Regions from separate parts of the Oncorhynchus mykiss genome. Here region 2 is linked to region 1. A link is a contact called in public Hi-C data. All regions are on one chromosome and are shown on one strand. Each heading gives the region's core, a stretch centred on a gene start, on an enhancer-like site or on the middle of the called end of the contact. The rest is flanking DNA. Distances are from core to core; before and after follow the strand shown.

Evidence for each region. A called contact is a pair of places that touch in the nucleus more often than the background predicts.
Region 2: a Hi-C map of blood shows a contact between it and region 1, with 6 times the contacts expected there. The contact joins the enhancer-like site here to the promoter of LOC110508659 in region 1. A contact is called at or near these places in 2 of 3 Hi-C or Micro-C datasets (blood and liver).

What each region holds. Positions count from the first base shown.
Region 1 is chr28:18,210,197-18,216,643 of USDA_OmykA_1.1, reverse strand. LOC110508659 (regulator of G-protein signaling protein-like) reads left to right here and starts at 1,573. Exons shown (of 11, transcript XM_036966072.1): 1 at 1,573-1,743; 2 at 2,247-2,331; 3 at 2,514-2,643; 4 at 6,064-6,220; 5 at 6,386-6,447. The coding sequence starts at 1,673. It overlaps LOC118944819, which reads left to right. Exons shown (of 5, transcript XM_036966069.1): 5 at 1-1,446.
Region 2 is chr28:18,283,807-18,290,341 of USDA_OmykA_1.1, reverse strand. No RefSeq gene overlaps it. Among protein-coding and RNA genes, the nearest start is that of LOC110508660, 14 kb to the left of the region's middle. Within about 2 kb of position 2,046, at least 2 of the 11 cell types and tissues checked have an H3K27ac peak or open chromatin away from gene starts, as enhancers often do.

The DNA.
Region 1 (6,447 bases), core at 324-2,823:
AACAAGTGTAGCCAACAACAGCTCAATACTCTTCATTGCCAACAACAGTTAACCTACTGTTTTTAAACAAGTGTAGCCAACAACAGCTAAATACTCTTCATTGCCAACAACAGTTAACCTACTGTTTTTAAACAAGTGTAGCCAACAACAGCTAAATACTCTTCATTGCCAACAACAGTTAACCTACTGTTTTTAAACAAGTGTAGCCAACAACAGCTAAATACTCTTCATTGCCAACAACAGTTAACCTACTGTTTTTAAACAAGTGTAGCCAACAACAGCCAAATACTCTTCATTGCCAACAATAGTTAACCTACTGTTTTTAAACAAGTGTAGCCAACAACAGCTAAATACTCTTCATTGCCAACAACAGTTAACCTACTGTTTTTAAACAAGTGTAGCCAACAACAGCCAAATACTCTTCATTGCCAACAAGTTTTCCAGTTATCTTTGTAGCTCCAGTGAAATTATTTTCTTTCAGTTTGTGCATTTATTTTTGTGTTTGTCACGTGGTTGTTGCTGCTTCACTGAGCTCCACTCGTACACATCCTCTCTGCGTACACCCTCATTTGATTCAGAAGCACGCAACACTTTTTCCCAAGGGCTCTGTCATTTTGTCAATTTATTATTTGTTTAATGAGATCTCTCATATTAAAAATGTATACAGGTTAGATTGAAAAGGCCTGTGAATATGATGTGGTGTTATGATAGTCTACTTCTGCACATTTGTGTCGTCTTCAGCTTGTAAATTAGGTTTCAACCAGTTAATTTGTTATGTGCAGCACCCCTGCTTGTTGATGCAATGGTTTTGCACAGGGATTGGGCTCAAGGTATTTCTACCGGGCTTTACCAGTGATCTGTATGCTCTGAAGGGGAGAATATCTGTATGTGGTTAGGCTGCATTTTGTCTTGACAGTGCCCATAGCCTGTACCAACCAAATCCTAATTTAGTAGGCCTATATTGATTTTGTAAGGGGAAAGCATATGACTGTCCACATTGTTTGTTTTTCTAGGCTAAGTGCTTGTGCATATTTCTGGGGACATTATTATGTAGGTCTACCTCTGCTACCACTTCTACCATTTTGTTAATAAAACCCACACTTTTTGCACCTTATCCTTTGCCTCCTGTCTGCCTACTAGCTGATGGGACTAAAGTCAAACGTCTTTCATCTTTAGCCATGATAACCGTTTATAACAGGCTGCTATTTAGCCATAGCCTAAGAAGCAGATTTTCGACTAACCCTTACTTGACAGTACTTTCGTAATTCTCGGCTTGGAAGTCCCCGGTGTCTTTTATGAACTCCTAGTCAAGAATGAAGAAAGTAAGCCCTACTGCCTATATATCACAAATCTGCTGCTTACGGCTAAATAGCAGCCTTTTATCAACTGCTATCACAGCTAATGAAGAAAGCCTTTTAATGCCATCAGCTGCCTGCCTACAGAGACCCAGTCCCAAGGTCAGCCAGAGGGCGCTATTATTTCTGCCGTCGTTTGACCTCTAATAACACCCTCTGGTGGCCCTTGCGGCTGCTTGAGACCGTAAATCACGTCTGCCTTTCCACACACTAAACCCAGCATATTATTAACAAACATAATTTAAATCCCCTGTCTGTCTGTCATTGTAGAGGATTATCTTCAGTGCAGCGCCAACCTCATCTCTCAGATCCCCAAGATGAGATATGTTTCTCCGGACATAATTTTTGCAGCTCAGGATCTGGTTATCAAATCTCTGGAGGCAACCTGGTACTGAACCTTGATAAGTGATCCCAACTTATTTATTACAGCAGTTTATTCTATTATATGATGAGTTCATTTTAAATACCTCTTCTTATTAATACTACTCAACACATGTATGTCTGGGAATGTTTGCTATCTTTAGACACTATCTGCAGTGAGCAGGACACCTGCCTTTTACAATGTGTAGTTGGATCATAACATGTCCATAAAACATGCATATTTTCCAACAGATGTTTTACTGCATGGCTTCAAAGCATTAAGGTTTAATGGACACAGATGTTATTTTGTTGGACAAAATTGTGGTGTGCTCTTTTGTACAAAGTAAAAATGTTGTATAATTTATTATGTATGGTGCAGCAGCAGTGTAGCAAAACGGTAGGATGTTCTCTACAACAATATTTTTCTAAACTATTACTCCAAATATGGATTAATCTAGAATGTACCACCAAAAAAATATGAATCATTTTTTTGTTCTTGTTGTATTTATTGTGGACCTTATACTTCTGCAGGTTCAAAAAGTACCAAGATACCTTTCCTCCTTGTACCAATGTTACTGACACCAGCACAAGAACCATCGTCCTTACAAACAAACTAGTGAGTGGTCACCACTTTACCATAGCCGTATACCGACAGAGAGTTAGATGAACCTGTGTCAGCTGGGACATATGTTCAAACTTAGAATCTACTACTGAATACCTAATGTGGCACGTATCGTCTATATTTCTATAAGGTTAACTATTCTGTTATCACAAAATTCGTTCCTCCTTTTCTTATAGAAACATGTGTGGAGCGTCTTCTCCGGGTTCATCAAAAGCATCTGTAAATTCCGACATGCCATGAAGGACAATCTGACCAGAAGCAAGTTTGAGGGCTACCTCAGACACAACTGGCAAGACTTCTCTCTTCGTAAGTTCCCCTGTTTAGCTCTACCATTCCAGGACTTTACTTGTGATGTAGCTGATGTTATTAGGGCTAGAATCTGGGTGTTTTTCAACAGCATTTTATCATCCGTCGCCCACGTAACGTTAGTAACATGGTGATGGTGTTCTGGCACTCTAACGACAAGGAGGGTCTCTCTCCCTCCTAACATTGGCTCATAGTGGATAAACGAGTGCATCATTGGCCATGCACAAACTCTACGCATTTCCTCCTGTAGGGCTTGTCGTTGGTTCTTGTTCCCCAATGGCCCAAGAATCCATGGTTCTCGGATATCATTCGCTTGTTGGGCGGAGATCCGTGGTTGGGGGGGGGGGGTTCTGTTGTCTCAGGGCATGTCATATTATTCTGTACGTAAATCAGAGACACTCCATTTAGTATATGTTTCGTATGGTATGTATTCATTTGTGGATGTCCATCACCCAATTCGTATTATATGTTACAAATTCTAGCTAGGTGGCTAATGTTAGCTTGCTCGCTAACTTCAGCTAGGCTAGGGGTGAGTGTTAAGTGTTAGTGGGAGGGTTAGCTAAAAGGGTAAGGTTAGAGGAGGGTTAGCTAGCACGCAGAGTAGATACAAAGTAGGTGAAAAGTAGCACATCAGATAAAATTGTCCGTGATGAGATTCAAACTCGCGTTAACGTTATATGCTCACCCCAACCAACCACCCTCCTTTCGTGTATTGCCTTAAGTAAATATCTATCTTAAGTAACAATACCAAATGTAACATACCATACTTAATGGAGTTCTCGGATTTAGGTACAGAATATTACAAAATTCCCTGAGACCAGGTTGAGAGAGTTGGAAACTAGGGGTCTGGATGGCCAGAGCTTTACCTCCAAATGTATTGCTATTATTCAGCATGAGGCGTCTTCTATGAGGTTTAAAGGCGGTTGGCATCCCATTTTTTGCTTTATCGCCATCTACTAGACTGGAGTACAACTCCCTTATACTTTACTTGAAAAAGAAAAAAATACGAAATAAATATCCTACCATCTAACACTATACTCACTAAATTCAAAATGATATACAATACAATTAACACCACCCTACTCCACTAATTAAATTATTATTTTCCTACCTCATGCCATCACCCTGAAAGGATGGGACATCACCACTTAACACATCCAGTAACTCTTCTGCTGTCAAGTCTCGCACACCCAAATACCTCTGCAGCTGCCACCACAACCTCAATTTTCTGAGACTTCCGATCCATCCCTGCAGTACAATTGATAACCATTGCTATAAATGATAAAAATCAAATTTTACTGAAACTTAATTCACTTTTTGGCCTATCCCTCTGTACTGGTAAATCTCTACTACTCTCACCACTCCTCCCCATTAACCCATCATCCACTACTTTCTTCGCTGCCTCAGCATATGACAACTTCTGCACTACTCTAACCCTGGAAACCTCAACCTGCCTCTCTCGCACGGGACATTTCTGATCCCCAGCTCCATGGGCACACCTACAATTAACACATTCTACTACTTTTCCCAATACTACACTTTCTTTTGTCTCATGCCCTTCTGCACATTTCTCACACATTGGACCCTCCCTCCTACACACTGCTGCCATATGCCCATAAGCTTGACACCTGTAACACCGTAATGTATTCGGTACATACACTGCTACGGGATAACTTATATATCCTATATCCTTCACTTTGTCAGGCAAACACTCAATTTCAAAACTCAAAAGAACAGACAATGACTCTTCTGTTTCCCCACTCTCGCCACCCTGTCTGCGTCGCTTCAAACGACGACGTTTGGTCAACGTTTATATCTACTGCTACCCCAGTTATCACTTCTTTCATTGGTGCCCTTTTCTGGAGAACAAAACAGTTAACTTTTCTTGCCCCCATTCGTTTTACTTAGAGCGCATACTTCCTCTGCCCAGACATGCTCCATGGAAGGATTGTGTGCATTTAAATGGTGTGCATTTGAACTCTATTCTATTGTTGTTCTATTGTGGGCATTTTTTATGTTTCCACAGGAACTTTTTTGTTCGGGGTAGTTCATTCTCCACTTTGAAAGTGTAGATGCTTCCCTGCTCATGGCTTTAGCTTCGGCTAAGCGCATTGCGTTTTCCCACGAATGATCCGTGACTCTTTACGTACTCAGCTAGCTATCCCCTTCTAGCTTCTCCCTTTTTCCCAAACTTATTTGGACCGCGACACCACCATGTAAAAATAATAATAATTATGTAATCAATGGCCATTGTTACAATTTTTTATTGGGGCTATGGCAGTCTATAACAGATCAGCCTGAGTACTTAAAAAAAAATATTTCAGAGTTTCTCTCGTGCTACTCCGTTTTCAAATCAGGTGACCCCACATGGGTTCCTGATGCCTAGTTAAATAAAGGTTAAATAAATAAATAAAAACATTTTAAAAAACCACTGTGCTAGTGCGGTGGCGTCATGCCTATAAGGGGCACAGGGGCACGTGCCCCCTCAGATTTGTCCTGTTCATTTTTATTTATTTATTTCTGTAATACTACTAGCCACATTTTTATGAAGTTTGCTTTAGCTATCCCAGATACAGTAGGTTCCCAATCTCCCAACCTCATAACTAGCTACCAAGAAGATATTTCAGGCTATCAATCAAGTTAGAGTATATAGCTTGTCTAACTATCTTAGCTGGCATGCCTGCTGGCAAGGTTGGTAGACTTTAGAAAAGCAAGCAATACCTAAATGTACTGAAAATGACTCTCATTCCTTTCATTTCTTTTACCCAGATTTTAGCAGATATGTGGAGAAGCATATTTAGTTTCTTAAAAAACAAACAGCGGTCAGGAGGTTACAGACAGTTCAAGAGATATGGTTAGATATGCAGAAAAATATACTTACATTTTTTTTTTTTTACATAGGATTAAGCATAATGATTATGGCTATAGATTGCAGGAAAAAGCTGTTTCAGGTGTTTAAAAAATTCAAACTTCTCCAACTTACTCGCCCCCCTCTGGACCACCTACTAGCCATCCTCACGCATTTTGTACTCCCTCAGATTATTGGGCTGCATGATGCTCCTGCGCTAGTGTGACCAGCTTTTTTGTCTGTCCAGTCTGTGGGAAAGCTTTTTTAGCAACATCTCTTCCACAGGAGTATGGAGGCATATAGCACCAAGAAGCAGGAGTTTTCTAGTGGTATACGGTGTAGTGGGCGTCATTTAAGGGATTGACTGTTAGTGATATCTGTGCGGAGGTGAGCTTGGCATTACCCCACACTTTGGTGAGGTTTTATAGCTTGGATGCCACTATTTACTCTGCAGTTGACAGTTAGCTCTCAAGAACCCAGTTTACAGCTGCCCCCCATTGGGTTCTTAGACGATGGTACTGGTTCCTTCAGGATACAGTAGTTATATTCATTCATAACTTTACGTTTCTCAGGGTACATGCCATCAATGGGGAGCCGGCAAATTGAATCTGTTGACCTGTCCTCGGAGGAGGTAGACTCGTCCCACTTGAAGAGGCGAGTCATCAACCACAAACTGATAACAGTGGAGTTCCTTGTTAACGATCTGTCGTTCTACCTGGAGACAGAGAGGTGACTTTTGATTCATCTATTATAACTTCCTAAACTGAATATTGAGAGCATTTGTGATTTAGTTACTGGATGGGATGTATTTCTGGTTTGCCTACTCACCTGAAATGCATCATCAATAACTGACAAAGGAACTATATTTGTGTGTTTGCTGTGGTGCTGTATTAGTTTCAGGAACATGGCAGACTCGGGCACTATGATGGCGTCTGCGGGCATGTATGGGGAGAATG
Region 2 (6,535 bases), core at 797-3,296, 73 kb before region 1:
AGCAACGGTGGGTTTGTGCCCATAGGCGACGTTGTTGCCGGTGATGTCTGGTGAGGACCTGCCTTACAACAGGCCTACAAGCCCTCAGTCCAGCCTCTCTCAGCCTATTGCGGACAGTCTGAGCACTGATGGAGGGATTGTGCGTTCCTGGTGTAACTCAGGCAGTTGTTGTTGCCATCCTGTACCTGTCCTGCAGGTGTGATGTTCGGATGTACCGCTCCTGTGCAGGTGTTGTTACACGTGGTCTGTCATTGCGAGGAAGATCACCTGTCCGTCCGGTCTCCCTGTAGCGCTGTTTTAGGCGTCTCACAGTACGGATATTGCAATTTATTGCCAAGGCCAGATCTGCAGTCCTCATGCCTCCTTGCAGTATTCCTAAGGCATGTTCATGCAGATGGGCATCTTTCTTTTGGTGTTTTTCAGTCAGTAGAATGGCCTCTTTAGTGTCCTAAGTTTTCATAACTGTGACCTTAATTGCCTACCGTCTGTAAGCTGTTAGTCTTAACGACCGTTCCACAGATGCATGTTCATTAATTGTTAATGGTTCATTGAACAAGCATGGGTAACAGTGTTTAAACCCTTTACAATGAAGATCTGTGAACTTGTTTGGATTTTTACGAATTATCTTTGAAAGACAGGGTCCTGAAAAAGGACCGTTTCTTTTTTTGCTGAGTTTACATTGGTTCAACGTCGTTTCTTTTAAAGGACGTGGAAACAACGTTGATTCAACCGATGTTTTCACAATGGGAAGGCACAAAACACAGAAATCCATCCAACCCCAGTAGCCTTGAATGAGATTTGTTTGTTTGTTTATTTAAACTCTAAGTTGCTTTGATTACAGTGTGTTGCTGTGAAAAGCAGTAAAGACAGGAAACTTCCTGACTGAGTCGTTGTTTTGGTCTGCCACAGTATGTCCGGGGACTGTTGGACCTCTGCTATTGGTCTCCTCCATCCCAGGAGCTGTTGGGGGGCAACACGGAGAAGAAAGACCCCTGCAGATCTGGGAGCAGATTTTGATATAAGCAGCAACAGAGTCTTAATACCAATACATTGCTGCTGTGAATTCTAATGGTCTCCTATAATGCCTTTCAGAGGCCTCTCCATTCACTCCCATAAAACACCAGTTACTCAAGTGGTCAATGCTGTTGCATAACCTCCTTTTTACCAGTCACTCTATATATGAGAGAGACTTTATATTAGAGCACTGGGAGAGCACTGGAAACCAACCTGGACGTAACATAGTAAACGTAAATCTGTGACACTCAAAATAGTATGATATATTACATTTCGTATGGTATATATTCATTTGTGTATGTCCATAATCCATTTCGTGTGATATGTTACAAATTGCAATTTGTACAATATGTTATGACATCAGACATCAATTCAACGTTTAATCCACATTAGTTCAACGTAGGTCCCTTCTTTAGTTTTTGGCTTAATGATGTACTATGCAGAAATCTCTCCACCATTTCCTGGTTGCAAAAAGTCTAATAGTTCACCTAATTTCTGTTTGTGACAAAACATGCAAGTATAGTGTAGAGAATCATTGCACCATCTATACTGCTCTGAAATATCTTTTCCATAACCAAAAATATTGTATTTTCAGCTGTTTGAAGCTGGTGTACAAAATCGAAAGTAAAAGAAGCAAAAACTAAACTTAAAAACAGGAAGCATAGAAATAGTACACATAGAACAGATCTACCGCTTCTTAAACTTGCTTTCATTGAGAATTACAGATCTATAACTATCATTTCTATGTGAATTTGATCACGTCGCCTTAAAAGTTACATAGAACAGCTTTAAGTAACCTTATGTAACATAATATATCATACTAACATACAGATTTACATGTACTATGCTACGTCTACTCTTTGAGGCCAGGCTGTTGTGTAAACTGCATTGATGCTCTGGTACACAAATCAATGAGCCTTTCCTATATTCTACCATTAGCAAAGTCGATTAATCACATTCAGTTTTTTTCTCCAGTAAGAGACAGTGGCTCCCATATACTGACGTATACGAGGTAATGGTTATTTTCAGTTCCTTTTTTAGCTCAACTGGGGGTCTTTTGACATGAATCTCCTCTCTAAATGTTATCCTCCATCGGTGATGTGCTGCCTATTCAAACAGATACATATTGTAGCCAAACCAAAAATGGTGTAGTGTTGCACTAATATCTAGGTGTTGTCAGTGGTGAAATAGTGTATAGGAGTCCAACAACATGCTGCTGCATTGGAGAGAGTCAGTTCGATGAACTGTCTATTTTTTGTGACTCTGGTTGTCTGTGTTTTAACATGAAGGGTATACTATATGGTCAGATTATTATTTTATTTTTTTCAGTCCTGGGTTTAGAAAGGGGTCAGCTAAGCATGTGTGAACAAAATGCCCAGTTCCATATCATGTTTGGTACTCCTACAGCAGTGGAGGCTGCTGAGGGGAGGGCGGCTCATAGGAATGGCTGGAATGGAGTAAATGGAATGGTACCAAACATGTGGTTTCCATGTTGTTGATATCATTCCATTCATTCCATTCCAGCCATTACTATGAGCCGTCCTCCCCTCAGCAGCCTCCACTGTTGCAGGAGTACCAAATATGATACGGAAATGGTACATTTTGTTCAGGCAATTTGGGGTGCAGTGGGGAACTGGTAAACAACGTGCAGTAATAGTCTTCACCAGCAGGGGCCTCTATAGTTCATAGAACTGATGCAACAATGAAAAAACATACTTGATGCGTCTACAGCAGACTGCTTCAGACCAGTTTTTGCTTTGTGTGTCAAATAAGAATTAGCTTAACATGTCTTCACATGGCAAGTTTATAATGCTGTGTTTACTGATTAACTAATGTTACAATAAAGCCATAGACTATATATTGTCACATTAGCTGAGGTTAGACAATCCAATCAAGGGAAAAGTCATGGTACTTAATAGAGTGAGCAAAGTAAACCATTTCTAAAATGTAAGCAGGGGCATGTACACTATTAAATCGTCAATTTCCTTATGTGCTTCCCCATTGTATATACACGGCAATGACACTCGTTTACCCAAACAGTCACTACACTTGTATGTAAACAACTATAAAGTTGTATCAGCTTTTCTGAAGTCTCAAGTAGCCTATATCAACAGTTATATTGTTGTGGTTCAGTTGCTATGGTATATCATGGTATATGGTCTGCTATCAGAACATTGGAGTGATTACTTCAGCCCTTCCCACAGAATATACCTGCTTCCTTATTCGCAACTCTTGAATATGTATAGTACGGTCGTCATGAGGCTGGTGAGGGGACAACAGCTCATAATAATGGAACCATGTGTGTGTGATGTGTTTGATACCATTCTATTGACTTCATTCCAGCCCATCCTCCCCAATTAAGTTGCCAGCAGCCACCTGTGAGGGTCATGGTACAGTAGGAGTAACATGAGACTCATTCGGTTCGGTCTATGATTAAAAAAATGGCCTCATATCAGGGTGGTTCCCAGCCAGTCACCTAATGTCGTGCTGGGCCTTTTTAAGTCAATTATGATTCAGTGATCTTTGGTGTAATAAAATATCAACCTCACACATCACTACTAACCACCTCCTTCCACACAACCAGCCAACACACTCCTCATCGTCTGAAGGCCCTTTCCTGCAGTAAGAATAGCCTAATTTACTGCATTGCTGGTGGATGGTGGCCACCTGTAGAGAAGAGGAAGTGTCTCAAAGTGTCCGACAGGCTGGTTCTTAACAGAGGCGGGTCGTTCGTTTCCCAGTTTGCCATGGTAGCAGGCAAAGTAGCGCAGGGTGGTGTAGGGGTGGCCAATCGGTGTCAGCCCTCATTACCTTTGAGGCGCTCATCGGATCCCTCTCCCAAGAGTCCCTTAGAAATAAATAAAAGGGAAATGCTTAACACTTTAATGACTCCCACAAGGGCTCTCTCCAAAACAACAGCTCCCTCCTAAATTGCTCTGCTTTGGCCGAGTCCGAAGGGGGAGAGGGAGAGGCTAGTTTTCAGACAACTAGTGCTGGGTCGGCTAGGCCAGCCAACAGGAGGAAGAATCGGGTCTTTATGGGGCTTCTATGGGGCCTACTAGGGACAGCCACTGCATTGTCCCCCCACCACTCCCTTTCCCTCGTCTTTGCCTGATTCCCCCCCCCTCCCCACAGCCAACATTGGGTCACGTTGTGTCACCCCCTCCAACCTAGAACTGGTGTGTTGCTGTCCCCCCTCCAAGAAAAAAAAATGACATAGATTGTCTCTCCAGGTCATTCAGATAATGAACTGAGGACTTGCGGACAAAACAAACCAGCTCTTCTATTGTCCAGCATCTCCTTGTTCAAGGCACCGAGGGGAAGATGCATGGGGTTTTGAAAAAGGCATCACAAGGTTTACAAGTCAACTCTTCCTGGACCTGTTTTAATCAGCTAAAAGGTCTAAAAGCAAGGGGGTGCTTTCAGAGCTGTGATTTACATGGTTGCCTAGAACCCCAGGGTTACCCCTTCCTACTCAGTAGCATATACAACAGACTGTACAAAACACCTGCTTTTTCTATGACAGACTGACCAGGTGAATCCAGGGGAAGTTATGATCCCTTATTGATGTTATTTGTTAAATCCACTTCAATCAGTGTAGATTAAGGAGGAGATGTGTTAAATAAAGATTTGTAAGCCTTGAAACAATTGAGACATGGATTGTGTGCATGTGCCATTCAGAGGGTGAATGGGCAAGACAAAATATTTTAGTGCCTTTGAACAAGGTATTGTAGTAGGTGCCAGGTGCACCGGCTTGTGTCAAGCAATTCTGCAGGGTTTTTCATGCTCAACAGTTTCCTGTGTGTATCAGGGATGGTCCACCATCCAAAGGACATCCAACCAACTTGACACAACTGTGGGAAGCATTGGAGTCCATACCCCGACGAATTGAGGCTGTTCGGAGGGACAAAAGGGGGTGCAACTCAATATTTGGAAGGTGTTCCTAATGTTTGGTATACTCAGTGTAGGATGCAGGGTGTTGAAATAGAAGCCAACTAGTTTGTGCCATCACTAAACTATCAACTGTTAAGCTGTGTGTTGCAGGTTTTTAGTTTTGCTGTAAAGTAAATGGTGAAATGTAATTAGAATTGCAGAGGAAACTTTCCATTATAGATGTAACTACTGTTGTAACATCTATTTACGGGTTGGCAGACAACGTCACAAGAATTATGCATGTGCATCGATGTGTCTGCAAGGTGTGGGTTATTATGATTCTGGTCAGATATCTAACAACAATGACCAGAAGCTAACTTGTGGGGAATCGTACATGGCTCATTTCAGCTTGTTGTATCTTGTTATTGATACGTCTTGTTTTGACATTTTTTCATGTCTATGCTAATATGGAAAACATTTGCTAGCTAGCTAACCAACAGCTGATACAACATACAAACGTATTTATGTTTTCAAGAAACATTTGAAGACAAAATATAGTTTACATGTTGTCAACAGTCTAAGCCAACTCCGTAGTTGCGCACTTGTCAGTGTGTTGCTAAACAACCAACCCTTCAATACATGTCTGTAGGGGACAATAAGGTGTTACCAGAGACTTGTCCCATCCTCATGGGAGAGGACTGATGTTAGAATACAGTTAAGTAGTAAGAACAAGGCCGGATCTTCACTGCTGCTCCATTCCGCGTCTCCAGGGCTTTCTTTCTACAGTTTTATCTCTCAAAGTCCCCTCACATCCTCTCAGCAGTTTGTGTTGTTTTACTCTGTCATCTACAGGTCAGCGATTGAAGTCAGGCTAGTAACAGACATCTAAGAAACCCAGTGTCCTGTCGCTGAACATATTTGTCCTGAAATTGTGCAACAAATTGACATTTATGCGGACACCAGACCATTCGAACCCATCAAGTGTTAGGACAAAAAAACATTGCTATTACTTTGAACATAAAGCTGTTTGAATTACTCAACGTTTCAACAGCTTTTCTGCTAACACTTACACTTAAATAGCAGGGAATATTATCGCATGTACCTTCAGCACCAGCATTTTCTATTTATGTTTTTATTTCATTTGAATCATTTTGCACATGCTCTTAGCCAGAGAAACTTAGAGTAGTGAGTGCATACATTTTTGTACTTTTATTCAAATAAATGATGGTCTGGTCCCCGTGGGGAATCAAACCCACAAACCTCACATTGCAAGCACCATGCTGTTCTAGCTGAGCCACAAATCATGTTATGGAATAATAATTGTATCTACTCTTTTGCAATCTACCCACAGTATGCTACATCTACAAAAGGTTCTATTAATAGACATTATCAGGATCTACGACTCCTAGCTGTGCTGTGATCTAATGACATATAGGCAGTCCAACTGAAAATATCCTGATGATATTTATTTATTTCCATTGCTAATTATTGCTCATCATTGAGCATAGCATAGGCTGATGTAGCAAGCAAGAAAAAGCCACTTAACTCTGCACAGTTGCTAGGCAACACTTCTCACCACGAGTTAACACTTGGCAATGAAGGTTTTCAATGCAATTCATTTAGTCTCACTTTAAATAAACTAAGCTTT